Regions from separate parts of the Mus musculus genome. Here all the other regions are linked to region 3. A link is a contact called in public ChIA-PET and Hi-C data. All regions are on one chromosome and are shown on one strand. The core of a region is the stretch at or near the end of the contact, and the rest is flanking DNA. Distances in the headings are between cores, read along the strand shown. Region 1 overlaps 2610035D17Rik (RIKEN cDNA 2610035D17 gene). Region 2 holds the start of 2610035D17Rik (RIKEN cDNA 2610035D17 gene). Region 3 overlaps Slc39a11 (solute carrier family 39 (metal ion transporter), member 11).

Region 1 (4,434 bases), core at 902-3,401, 91 kb after region 3:
TGCAGGTTCCCATTTTGATACAGAGGCAGGTTTTCTGCCCCATCTCCTTGAGAACAAGCCGCTATTTCCTCGGGCTACCCCGGTGCCTAGGTACTAGGTTTCTAAAGTTTTAATGATTAATCTTTTTGGTTTTGGTTTGTTCTAACAGGGTGGAATGAGAAGCTGTGTGTGTGTGTGTGTGTGTGTGTGTGTGTGCATTACCTTTTTAAAATGTAAATAACAGGAACACAGAGCTAACTCCCATCCTGTCCTGCATTGCTAGGTAACTCCTTAGGCAGTTCCCTGAGACCCCATGAGGTTGGTGGAGAGGGAGAACGGTCCGCTCAGCCAGGCGTGTTCAGCAGTGCCCAAGCGAGACTCGAGGGAAGCCCATGGAGTTGGGCACAGGCCTCCTTCTTATCTTCTGAGCCTGCCACCTCAAACCCAGACAAAAGCTGTCATTTTTTTTTTTTCTAAGCAATCCTCTGTGTCTGAGCTTGGGGACCTCGCTCCAAGATCATCTTCTCTTCCCTCTTCCAGCCGCTCAGCACTGCCTGTCAGCCCTTTGCTCATCCACAGGCAGGTCCTTTCTCCTGCCGGTTCCTCTCGTCCTCTTCTTGGGGTTTCCGGTTTACTCAGCCCTCTTTGTGAACAACTCGGGATAGGCGGTGTCTGTCAAAGCTGGAGGTGAGAGAGATGGGCTGGTCACCAGGGGAGCTGGCCCTGTGTTTGATTCCACACTCCTTACTTCATTGAACACCCAGAACATTCATTGGTCATCTAGGCTCCAACTTTCCTTTGCTTAAATGTCCATTAAAGCAAGAAAACAAAGCCACAACGTGCGCGCGCGCACGCACACACACACACACACACACACACACACCCATCTTTACCCCAGACCTCATGCGTGCTCTGCAGGCTCTCCTTTGCTGCATTCTGTCCCCAGCACTGTTCTGGAGCTGTTGACCTTACTGTCCTGTGAGCGAAATGCTCTCCGTGCAAAGCCTGCCTTCTGATTGGAATCTGGGTACTTCCCTGGCTTGGCTGTCATGTGACCCCATCCTCAGTGGCCTCCGTGACCCCAGGGCAAGGGCAGCCAGCTACAACCCCCAGCCTGCTGTGCTCTGCACCCCTAAGTTGGGGGTGTGTGGCCAGCTGGCTGAATTAAGTAGCTTTTTGATGTTTGGTTTCCATTGTGTTCAGAGGCTGTAAGTTGGTCATACATCGAGGGACACCTGCATGTGGCCGCCTGTCTCTCCCAGCCCTGCAGGCACTGTTGGCTTCAAGACAGTTGTCAGGTCCCCTGCCAGCAAGAGGCTTCTAGATACCAATTGCTGTGACTAGTGAGGCCAGAAGCCTTACGATCTAAAGGAGGGGTCCTGGGTGCCAGAGGGGGTGTTATTATTCAGGGCCCGTGCTTCTTGGATGTGGCCCTCCCTGTTCACGTTTTCCTCTTTTAGGGTCCTCATTAAAAACAAGATTAGAAGTCCCGTTTTACAGCCGTGTTGTTCACAGGAGCAGGTTAACACAACAGAGTCAAACAGTTTCCTTAGCTGGAAAGTGTTCTTTTTACTGAGTTCAAATAAAACTAGACAGTAGCCCTGCGGGCCATGACACGGGCCTCCTCACCACGCTGGGTAGTCAGCCTGGCCTGGCAGTAGCTCCCTGTCCCCTGTACCTGTACCTGTACCTGCTCCCTTACCTGTGGCTTCTTTACAGCCTTTCCAGTCCTCAGGGTCAGCTGTAGTGTCCCCCTGCTGTGGCTCCTGAGACCGAGCCCTTGCCCGGAGACAAAGGTCCCCCAGGACTGGCTGAAGTGTCCCACCTGGTGCTCAGTGCTGGGACCACGATGCTTGGTTGATCACGGCATGAGTGCTCTGAGCACGAGTTCTGCTTGGTCAGTCTCAGAACGGCTGCAGTGTTGGTCTTTGGTTGGTCTTTGTATGGCATGTTCTCTGGAGCAAAGCACATGGTTCTTTATATTTTGTCTCTGTTCATTGGGACTTGCATGGGCTGTGACAGACCTATTCTTGCGGTTGACACGGTGCCACCCTCTGCTAGGGAGTCATTTTGGGCAGGTTGTTTTTTGACAAGAGACTCTATGAAATAAAAAGTAAATTTAAGTCCAGGGCATCCAGACTGTTGGGGTATGGCGCCCTCTAGTGTCCAGGTAGCATCATCACAATTGCATCTCTAAATCTACCCGTTTTCTGCTGTACTGAAAATCCGGCCCTTCCCTTTCTCACTGGGGTTGAACAGTGCTTTAGAAAAGTCTGGTGCACACCTTTAATCCCAGCACTCGGGAGGCAGAGGCAGGTGGATTTCTGAGTTCGAGGCCAGCCTGGTCTACAAAGTGAGTTCCAGGACAGCCAGGGCTATACAGAGAGACCCTGTCTCGAAAAGCCCCCCCCCCCCAAAAGTCTCAGACTATTAAGTATATCGAAGAAGGGGCCTTTGGGTGCTAACGTTCAGTATGTGCCCCCCACCCATACCCACGCGCAAATGGTGACTTCTCCGCTGTGTTATTTCTGCAGGACTGGCCTGGTGGCAGGGACGTCAGCCTTGCCTAGGTGGGTGGGAGAGGGTTATGGCTTCCCTGATCCAGGAACTCTGCCTCCCAGCATTCTGCTTGCAAGTCAGTGTGGACTCCCTGTGGAGCCAGGGATGGGACCTAAAGCACGCGGGAGATAAATGCTTGGCCACCGAGTCCACCGAGTCCCCATCTATGGACAAAGGGAGTCTGGGAATGTTGCAAAGAGATGTGTGTAAGAAAATGTTTGCTATGTGGGTGATTGGCATACGTAGGAGCAAGTAGAGCATATGGTACATGTCTGACTCCTCTTTGCGGGCCTCCAGGAACCTGCTGATTGGTCACTCCAGCAGCTGGATGTGAGTCTACATCCTGAGGCTTGCAGCTAGGATATCTGGGACCTTTTATCCTGTTAAGTTTTGTACTTCCACACGTGGAGCCCATTCAGGGCCAGGGCCAGGGCCAGGTCATCCAGACTCTTGGGGTATGGCGCCCTCTAGTGTCCAGGTAGCATCATTACAAATGCATCTCTAAATCTACCAGTTTTCTGCTGTATTGAAAATCCTGCCCTTCCCTGTCTCACGGGGGTTGGACAGTGCTTAGTAAAGTCTCAGACTGTTAAGTATATCTATGCCTCCTCTCATACCGGAGGTGTTAAAGGCAGTTTTCAAACAATGTTATATTTATGAGCAAGAATAAGGGCAGGAGTGGCTGCCCTTATCTATCAAGGATGGCTGTGAGTTTAAGCTCAGTTGTAAAACACTTGCCTAGGATCTGTGCAGTGCAAAGTTTTATCCTCGGAACAAACCAATCATTAATCAATAAGTCAATCAAATAACAAATCAAGAAAGAAAAACTAAGATAAAGCCACTGAAAGAGCTAGGGTAAAATACTTGGCCACAGCCTTTGCCGTGGCTGGGCTGACCAGAATACAATTTAGTATCCTCTAGAAAATTCTTGATCTATCTTTAGATAAAAGATTCACGTACCCATCACTGCTTTAGATGGCCATGTGGGGATCCTGAGTGTCAGACATCATCACTAAGAACTGTGGTATACAGGGAACACATTGGTGGCTGTTGGGGGTGGTGGTAGATGCCTTTGGAAAACCTTGAAGCTTAGACCCCACTTGGTGTCATCTCAGTCAGTTGGAGGGGATTGGCTCCGCCCACCTCTGAGCTTTGGGCTCAATAGCTGTGGTGCTGGGCCCAGAACCTGGTGTTTATGGAAGCCCCTCCTCCACCCCACCCCCACTGTGGTAGTCCCGGTGGCCTCGGAACCCCACTGGTCTAGGTAAGGGAGGTGGAAGTCTCTCCTTTCGCTTCCCTCTATGAACGAGAGGTTGGCAGCAGGCTTGTCAGCAGTAGGCTTGTGGGGACCTGTGACGAGTGTCGCACACATTAGGAGGACCATCCTGTTTTCCAGATCGCTGGAGTGCAGATGTCTTTTGCTGCTGAATGGCAAAGGCTGGCATCCTCATGAGAAAACCAACCCCGGCCTTGGCCAGGGAACTCCATAGCTTTGCTCTGCCCCAGCATGACTGTCCTCAATAGACAGCTGGACCTGACCTACCAGGAGCGTGACTCTGTACTCCTTTGTTCGAGCCTTTGGCTGCTATAGTGCTGTGGTATCAAGAAAAAAGTTGAAAGGGGTTCATCAGAAACACCCAGTCTATCATAGAAAACCCTAGGGCGGAGCATGACTTTGCCTCTTACAGCTCTGTGGCTTCCTCTTGGGTACAGAGGGCTGTGTGTTTGCCCTGACAACAAGATAACCCACTGTAGGGCGTTCCTGGAACCAGCCATTGGTTGGGGACTCTTTCCAGGACCAAATTTTAGGTTTTGTGGGAGCTCTAGCCTTTCCTTTCAGACCCCAGCTACAGCACACAGCAGTTGGTCATTAAGGCTTCTGTGGTTGCCATGGTG
Region 2 (4,271 bases), core at 1,249-3,748, 65 kb after region 3:
AAGCCATTTGTCCCCCATTATGAGGAAGCTATTCCTCTAGAACCAGAGCAGAGCTAAAATAATACTTTTTTCCTTAAGTTGCTTTTGGTCTTGTTTTTTCTTTTCTTTTCTTTTCTTTTTCTTTTTAATCACAGCAACAGAATAGTAACCAATACACCCCATTATTCTTATCTGGGTGAATAGAAATGAGTCCTGTCACTGTGTGTATGCATGTATATATGCATGCATATGCTTATTGCAGGGGTTCTCAGCCTTCCTAACGCTGCATGCGACCCTTTAATACAGCGCCTCGTGTTGTGGTGACTCCTCCCAACCATAGAATTATTTTTGTCGCTACTTCATGATTGTGATTTTGCTACTGTTCTGAATCCTGTTGTAAATATCTGATCTGCAGGATATCAGCTATGTGACCCTTGTGAAAGGGACATTTGGTTTCCCCAAAGGGTCATGACCCATAGGTTGAGAATGGCTTACTTATGGACTCTTTAGACATTCCCTCATTTAAGCCTCTTGAGTCTTGTAACAGGTGCAAGCCCACACCTGGCTTTCTCTTGTCCTATTAAATATGCATACCCTGTCTCAGAATCTAGGATCATCTAGGAGACAGGGCTCTCAGGAATCCTGTGAGAGAGTTCCTTGGTTATGCTAATTGGTATGGGAAGATCCATCTTAGTTGTGGGCAGGACCATTGCCTGGGCAGGGGTCCTCGACTGTCTAACAGGGAGCAGCAGGGTGAATTTACCCCTCTACTCTCTGATTGTGGATGTGGCAGGAACAGCTGCCTAAAGTTCCTGCTGCCTTCCTTTTTCATTACAAGGGACTGTACTTGAAATGTGAAATGTGAGCTAAAAGAAACCCATTCTTTTTTAAGATGCTAAAAAACCAAACCCAACCCCTTTAATATATATATAGTATATATATTATATGTATATAATATATATTACACTGCCATTTCCCATTTTATTTTTATGTGCTCACCCGCCACAAAAAAAAAAAATAGAAAAAATAAAGTGTTAGAACCATAAAAGCGATTGGTTTTGCATTGTCTTTTGCAACTGTGACCACTACCTGCAGTTAGTTCTTCTTTCCGTTATATTTTGGGCTTTCTTGTTCTCTTTTCTTCACGTTATTCTGTGCCCACGTGTACTTGTTTACGTGTATACACAGAGCTTTGGCTAGGTTCCTCATATGAAGCAGATGGCACGGCTTTTTCTTTCTGAGATTATATGACCTTGCTTAATATTATCCACTCTAAGCCCATCCATTTTCCTGCAAAAATTTTGAAATTTCAGTTTTCCCTAAGAGCTGAATAGTATTTCATTTTGTATACATACCAGATTCTCATTATCCATTTATCTGCTGATTGACATCTTGATTGAGGCTGGGTTTTTTGCTGTAGCAAATAAAGCATCAATAAACACCGTGTGTGTGTGTGTGTGTGTGTGTGTGTGTGTGTGTGTGTGTGTATGTGTGTGTGTGTGTGTGTGTGTGTGTGTGTGTATGTGTGTGTGTATGTGTGTGTGTGTATGTGTATGTGTGTGTGTGTATGTGTATGTGTGTGTGTGTGCAAAAAACTCTATGGTAGGATATGGACTTCTCTGGGTATATACCCAGGAGTAAAATTTTGGGTCATATGGGCAGCTCTATTTTCAACTTTTCGAGAAATCTCCCAACTGATCTACCTGAACACTGGCTGAATTAACTCCCCCTCCCACCAACAGTGAGTAAGGGCTACTCCCTCTGCCCAGCTTCTCCAATGTGTCCTGACAGACTTGTCGACAACAGTAATTCTCACTGGGGTGGGACAGATCTCATCAGAGTTTTATTTTGCATTTCCTTTATTATCCATCTGAGTTCCCTTTCCTCTTGGCTTTCCTCTCTCTCTCTCTCTCTCTCTCTCTCTCTCTCTCTCTCTCTCTCTGTCAATTCAGTTCAGCTGCCCGTTTCTTGATTGGCAGTTTTACCTCTTTGGTATTTAATGTCTGCGTTTCTTTGCAAATTCTAGATAGTAACCCCTTGTAGCTGGCACAGATTTCCCCCTTCTGTGGGCTGTCACTTAACTCTACAGGTTCCTTTGCTTTCCACAGCTTTTTGTTTTCATGCAGCCTTGAGTTGATTTATTTACAAGGTGAAAATATGCAATCCAATGTATGACTTTGTCTCCTTTGTCAAAAATTAAGTGGCTGTTTAGTGTCAGTTGCTTTTGACAGTATTTTATCACAGCAACGGAAAAGAAACTAAGGCAACGAGATAACTTCTAGAAGAAGAGATAAATTCCAGAACAGAATGGAATCTCTTCGTTACAAAGTTTGCGAAGGGAGGTAGCTGTGGTGAGTCTACCCTTTGCCAATATTCTCCATGAGCGGAAGGAGTAAGAAGACAAAACTACAACTCCCAGGATACCATTCGGCCAATCGACCACTTTACTCCGCCCTCTGGCCGTGCCCACCCGCAAACCCGTCTCTATAAAAAAGGCTGGAATGGCCCAACGGCTCGCAGAGCTCAGTGGTGGCGCAGAAAGTGTTCACTTCTTCTGTTTCGGGCTGTACGCTGTGGTTCTGCGCCTCCAGGGCTTTGCTGCCTGGCGAGCGTCCTCCCTGTACCACAGGATCCTTGCCCGACTACAAACCCGAGGCTTCTATTAGGATAGTCTGGATTCGCCATAGGGGTTTCTCCTAGCGCGGATTGTGTGTTTGCGTTGGCGATGCTCATAGAAGAAAGGCGCAGAGCTGTACGAGGAGGCGGGATGCACGGGTCAGAGCCCTCGGTGGCCTCCGCCCGCTGCTCTTGGCGCCGGTCCGCTCCTGGAGATAGCGCGGCAGCCGCCTGGGAGGCGAAGCGCGTAATCTCCGCGCTACCCACGCGGGGCCGCGGCGTGGTGGCCGCACTTTGGCTTTGGGCGCTGGATGGACAGTGGGGTAAAGGGTTGGGGTTCCCCTAACGTGGATTACTTGGTGCTTATCAACTGGATTTAGAAGACTCTCGACCTGGTCTCCATCATCCGTGGGTTGTCTTTCCATCTCCCAGCCGCTCTTTCACCTGGAGGTAAGTTTCCCCCCCGCAGTGCGCAGTTGTGGATTTGATTTGCCCTTCTTTAGCCTTGTGTTGGTTTTTGAAGGTTTAAGGATTGACGTCCGGGAAATCATTTTAGCAACCCTCAGGTGGACCCTACTAGCTCAGATCTCTGTAGTCAGCGGCTGTTCTGGGCTCATCGTCCTGTCCTGCGGCATGGATAAGCCATTGGTTACCCCGCGCCAGGACAGAGAGCGCCTGCCTTCTTGGCACTTGCCTTTTGGCAGGGTTGGTCCTTTGGGACCCTTTGCTTTGCTAGCCATGCCTCTCCAGGAAGCTGCCCATTGCACGCAGCGGGCTGCTGAGGCACAGTGTTTGCAAGAGGCCACGGGGGCTGGGTAGCCGTGGGAGCGCTTGGTGGATACTGCATTATTTTCAGGACTGGGCTGCTGTGGAGTTGATGGAGAGATGGGTATTGGCCACCATGTGAGTACAGTTTACCAGGGCAGGAATTTGGTCCAGTGTTTGCACCTACCATCCTCCTCCTCTTGGTGTGACTTTTATGATGAAGAAGACTTTTGCCTTAGGTCTTGAGACATAACTGTAAATCATAGGAGTCAGTACTCAATAATAGGTCTCTCTCCTCCTTGTCCTTTTGTGATTGCGTTGTAGTAGGGAGGTTGGTACCTGTCACGAGGTTGTCTGAGAGTAGGTGTTTGTTGAATGAATGATAGAGCTTCCCCACCCTAAATTACACCAGGTTCCTCTGTTTCCTTTTCCCTCCTGGGCTCTCACCCTTAATTCCAGAACTTTCCCCCTGGTCCTGGTTTCCTGGGGACAATTTCCAGATATGGATTTCTTCTCCCCTCCCCCACCGATCCCTGTCAGCAGTCCTGAGGTGTTCTTTTGGAACGTGTGTGTGTGTGTGTGTGTGGTGGTCCATTTCCCACCCCAGAACTCCCTCCAACAGAGGAAGCTATTCAGCCAGGGACTGGCTTTGGTGAGTGCCCAGGAGCCCTGAGGTCTCAGTCAGCACCTGCGCAAGGAGGGCAGGCTAGGCAGCATAGGAAGAAAAAAAAATGTTTTAAATGAAGTATTATGAGTCTTGACTGTCCTGCAGAAACTGGGGTCCTGCTGCCCCTGGTTCCACCCAGGTGCTTGTGGATGCCCAGGCTGGTTCTGGACGGTTCTCCAGTAAGAAGCGCTGTGTATCTAGCATTGTGGCGACCGGACGCTTTCTGCCAGGTGCACGTTTCTGT
Region 3 (4,082 bases), core at 734-3,233:
TGACGCTCATATGAAGACAAGTTAGCAGGTTCTCAAGGGTGAGGGCTCCCTATATCTGCACTGATAGGATGGGACCGGCTTGCGGCTTCTACTTTGTCTTGCCCGGTGGATTCTATTAGGATTCTATTACTCTCTTTGTTCATGAATTTTATGGGTTTTGTTTTAGAGAAGAGAGTGTTCTCAGACCGGAGCTATTCTGATTAAACTCTGATGATTTAAACTTCGACCCAAGACTGTCTCTTACTAAGAGAAACAGTTATGTAAATAATAAGGCTAACAATAGTGAACAGGCTTCCCCAGAGGATATCGACTCCTGGTTGGACGGAAGATCAGGATGGGTAGTGACCACAGTCCCAGGCAGTGTTTAGATACAAAGGCTTCTCAGATATGGTAGAGAGGTTTGGCCAAGAGAGCCTGGAAGAACTCTAAAGATTCATGAGCTTCGTGCGGTGCGGTTCTTCTGAGAGTGAGTTCAGCTTCCCCTGGACTAGCTGGCTGATCGGCAGGAAGGTGCTTCCTTACCTCTGGTGCGCGCATGCCTGTCACTGTCACCTTCCCCTAGTCACTCTCAGCTGGACTCGCCCCCCCACCACTGCCTCCTTCCAACCTTGATCCACACCAAGCATTTCAGACGCCTACAAGCACATTCCTAACCTCTTGATCCCCTTAATTAAATGGCACTCCTCGGGTCCTGAGACAAACACGCAATCTCTTAAAATGCTACTCTGCCATTTCCCTCCTCGGAATAGACTGGGCATGATTGGAAACAGGGGACCAAACGGAGATGCATTCACGACTGCTTGTGTAGCACTTTGATAGCAGCCAGAAGGCAAAAACAACACAGATGTCCCATCGATGGAGGGATGGATAACACTGCTTACACAGGCAGTGGCATATTGCTTATAAAAAGGCAGGAAGTGGTGAAGCAGCATCCGGGTGGGTGAAGCTATTATGGTCCACGGAAGATGCTTAGGACCGCGTATGGTTTCTATTCAGAGTGGGCGAATAGGCAGAACAAAAAGCAGTGGTGGGTTTTAGGGGCTACGAGGAACAGAATATGGAGGGTAACCAGCGAGCACCTAAATGGGGTAGAGATGAGAATGCTCTAGAACTATTACTAGGCATTTCCGGAACTGCTGGTGATGGCTTCACAACACTGTGAGTGTATTTAAGTGCTACTGAAGTGTGTTTTTTGGTAGCCAAACGAGGTGGCTTACACATGCAGTCATAGCACTCTGGTGGCTGAGGCAGGATGTATGTCATGACTTCAAAGCCTGCTTGGGCTACACAATAAATTCCAAGTCAGTCTGGTCCACAAATATATGAGTCCTTATTTCAAGAAATCAATTCCAAGCCAGGCGGTGGTGGCGAACGCCTTTAATCCCAGCACTTGGGAGGCAGAGGCAGGGGGATTTCTGAGTTCAAGGCCAGCCTGATCTACAGAGTGAGTTCCTGGACAGCCAGAGCTATACAGAGAAGCCCTGTCTCAAACAAACAAAAAAAAAAACAAATAAAAAAAATCCCCCCAAAAACCAAAAACAACAACAAAAAAAGAAATCAATTTCAAAGTTAATTTTAAAAACTATTTATATTGCTGGTAAGATGCTTGCCCACAAGCATGGGGACCTGAGTTCAGAACCCACCCCTAAAAGCTAGGTGTGGTGGAATAGGTTTGTAACTCCAGTGCTGGCAAGCAAGACAGAAGGATCCTGGGAGTCCAGTCCAAAGAAAACTCCAATTCCGCAAACTCCAAGCGGCAGTTCATATTTCCAGGAATGAGTTTAACGTGGACCATAGGAGGATGTCGGGTGGTTAGAAACGAGCCAGCATCCCTCAGGAACTTGTGAGACTGATTCTCCTCTACCCAAAGGAGCCCTTTGCCTCAAGTCTGGCAGAAAGGACAGATGGCTTCCTGTGATGCCTCCTAGCACATCAAAGTGCAGGCTGGTATCACAAGCTCCGTTCCACAGTTCCAAGTGTGCGCTAGCATCCTAGCCCTCTCAACGCCTCCCTTCCCCAAAGCCCCTCCCCACAGCTGCTCACTGCTCTTCTAACCCTGCTCTTCCATCTGCTCTCTCTTCCTGCTCAGCTCCTGCATCTCCTGTGATTTCTCTGTTCTCTATCCCCTGCTAATCTCCTCTCTCTGTTCCTGTCTCTCTGTGTCTGTCTGTCTGTCTGTCTGTCTGTCTGTCTGTCTGTCTGTCTGGAGATATTCCTGGCTGTGTTTTGTCTACTTCCTTCTCTCTTCTGATGCCTCTGGCTGTTCTCTCTCTCTCTCTCTCTCTCTCTCTCACACGCACGCGCGCACACACACACACACACACACACACACACACACACACACACACTTACAATGAAAGTCTTCCCCTTTACCATATCGAGGAATGGTCATGTCGTCACTTTTTACACTGAGCAAGTCTGTGGCATGGGGGCAGTGGTGGTGGTGTGCCGGCACCGTCTTCCCGTTGGCATCATGTTAGAGATATGTACATTGTTCATGACAGAGCATGTGCAAGAGGGCTGAGGAGAAGCCTAAGACTACTTTTATATCGTTCTAAGGGTATCTCAGCAAAATGCTGATAGGTTATTTTTCCATTGCCGGAAAATTAGCCAATTCAAGCCAGACTAGATTATGCCAAAGGCAGGGTTATTGGGAAGTTGTTCCTAGGCTGGTTCACTGGCCCCAAGGATTGAGGCCAGGAGAGTCGCCATGGGGAGAGGTGGGGGGGAGAAAAAGATAGGGCACTCAGAGGAGGAGGAAGAAGAGGGGGGAGGAGGAGGAAGGAGAGGGGGGAGGAGGAAGAAGAAGAGGGGGGAGGAGGAGGAAGAAGAGGGGGGAGGAGGAGGAGGAGGAGGAGGAGGAGGAGGAGGAGGAGGAGGAGGAGGAGAGCAAAATGTCTGGATTATACAGGGAAGAGCAGCCATCCCTGGGCTGGAAAGTTCAAGGTTGGGGGCAGGGTATGCCAGGTAGGGACTGAGGGATGCTGGGAGAACCTGGAGACCAGGTCTAGCTTGATATGTAAAATGTCCACCTCAGTCCCTTGCCTGGGTGTAAAACTAAACAAAGGGGTTTTTTTTTTTTAAATTGAATACCAGGAATTTAGTAGGCATTTCCAAATATTTGGTGGATGACTAAGTTTGTGAATTATTGTCTTAGACGTCTCTAAGTAAAACAACCAGTAACGTGGGCGAGAGAGGAAGTAGTGAAGATATTTTCACTCAGTGATCCCAGCACAGTTATCCTGGTGGGCTAGCTGCTTTTCTCTTGTTTGCTGTAACAGAATGCCATAAATGCAATTTTGGGGGGTTTTCTTTGCTCCTGAATAACTCCAGGGTGTTTCTATGCCCAATCTAGGCTATTTTAGCTCCTGAATAAATGACACAGAGACCCTGTATATTTATTAACAAGCTGCAAGCCCTAAGCAGGGCAGATTCTGAGCTAATCTAACTTGGCTGCACTGCTAATACACAGCTACGTGGTCCTTTACCTACATCCGAGTCTCTCCCTGGCTCGCTCTGGTCCACGTGTGTCCTCATGGCTGCTCTCTCATCGTGACCTCATGCCGAATCCTCCTGGTTCATCCACACGGTCTCGCCACACTTTCTCTCTTCCCATGACCCTTATTTTTTTCCTTGGGACCCCCCAGACTGGGATCAGAAGTCCTGCCCTATTTTCTTCTCTTTCCCTGCTATTAGCTGATCAGCACTTTACTAACCAATCAGAGGTGAAGGAAAACAATCTTTATACAACGTTGATACAATATCAGGCTCGGCCTCCTGAGTGCTGAGACGTAAGACATGTTCCACCTGCTCTACATGACCACCTCCCCATCACCCCACCATACCCCACCACTATGACCGTCACCACCACGTGACCACTGTGTGACCACCATGTGTTCACCACGATGCCCCACTCTAGGATTTTTCTGTATGAGGCGATTGCTGCAAATGCCCCAACCATTTGACACAGCTCTCCTTAGGTCTCAGCCATGAGTTCAAGTACCCTGAGTGCCAAGTCCCCACATGGGGGACCAGGCAGCTGATGGTGTGTTTGCCAGACACAGGTCCCGTTATTTCTCTTT

What was found. A called contact is a pair of places that touch in the nucleus more often than the background predicts. ChIA-PET counts read pairs in DNA pulled down with a chosen protein or histone mark.
Region 1: a Hi-C map of CD8 T cells shows a contact between it and region 3, with 4 times the contacts expected there. The contact joins two enhancer-like sites. A contact is called at or near these places in 1 of 15 datasets of contacts at CTCF or cohesin (embryonic stem cells), 10 of 484 Hi-C or Micro-C datasets (B cells, CD4 T cells, CD8 T cells and 5 more) and 2 of 115 datasets of contacts at active chromatin or transcription factors (forebrain and memory CD8 T cells).
Region 2: an RNA polymerase II ChIA-PET map of memory CD8 T cells shows a contact between it and region 3, with 2.5 times the contacts expected there. The contact joins the promoter of 2610035D17Rik here to the enhancer-like site in region 3. A contact is called at or near these places in 1 of 39 promoter capture datasets (hippocampal neurons), 1 of 15 datasets of contacts at CTCF or cohesin (CD8 T cells), 16 of 484 Hi-C or Micro-C datasets (B cells, CD4 T cells, CD8 T cells and 10 more) and 10 of 115 datasets of contacts at active chromatin or transcription factors (craniofacial prominence, effector CD8 T cells, embryonic fibroblasts and 7 more).

The regions. Positions count from the first base shown.
Region 1 is chr11:113,174,063-113,178,496 of GRCm38.p6, reverse strand. All of the region lies in intron 1 of 2610035D17Rik (RIKEN cDNA 2610035D17 gene), which reads left to right. Among named protein-coding and RNA genes, the nearest start is that of 2610035D17Rik, 26 kb to the left of the region's middle. Within about 2 kb of position 2,151, at least 8 of the 459 cell types and tissues checked have an H3K27ac peak or open chromatin away from gene starts, as enhancers often do. A contact at or near this core is called in CD8 T cells and Th1 cells, where this site is marked.
Region 2 is chr11:113,200,065-113,204,335 of GRCm38.p6, reverse strand. It overlaps 2610035D17Rik (RIKEN cDNA 2610035D17 gene), which reads left to right and starts at 2,498. Exons shown (of 3, transcript NR_015556.2): 1 at 2,498-3,045. 4732490B19Rik (RIKEN cDNA 4732490B19 gene) reads left to right here. Exons shown (of 4, transcript NR_040276.1): 4 at 1-1,021.
Region 3 is chr11:113,264,837-113,268,918 of GRCm38.p6, reverse strand. All of the region lies in intron 7 of Slc39a11 (solute carrier family 39 (metal ion transporter), member 11), which reads left to right. Among named protein-coding and RNA genes, the nearest start is that of Gm51927, 42 kb to the left of the region's middle. Within about 2 kb of position 1,983, at least 68 of the 459 cell types and tissues checked have an H3K27ac peak or open chromatin away from gene starts, as enhancers often do. A contact at or near this core is called in CD8 T cells, Th1 cells, cortical neurons and 6 more, where this site is marked.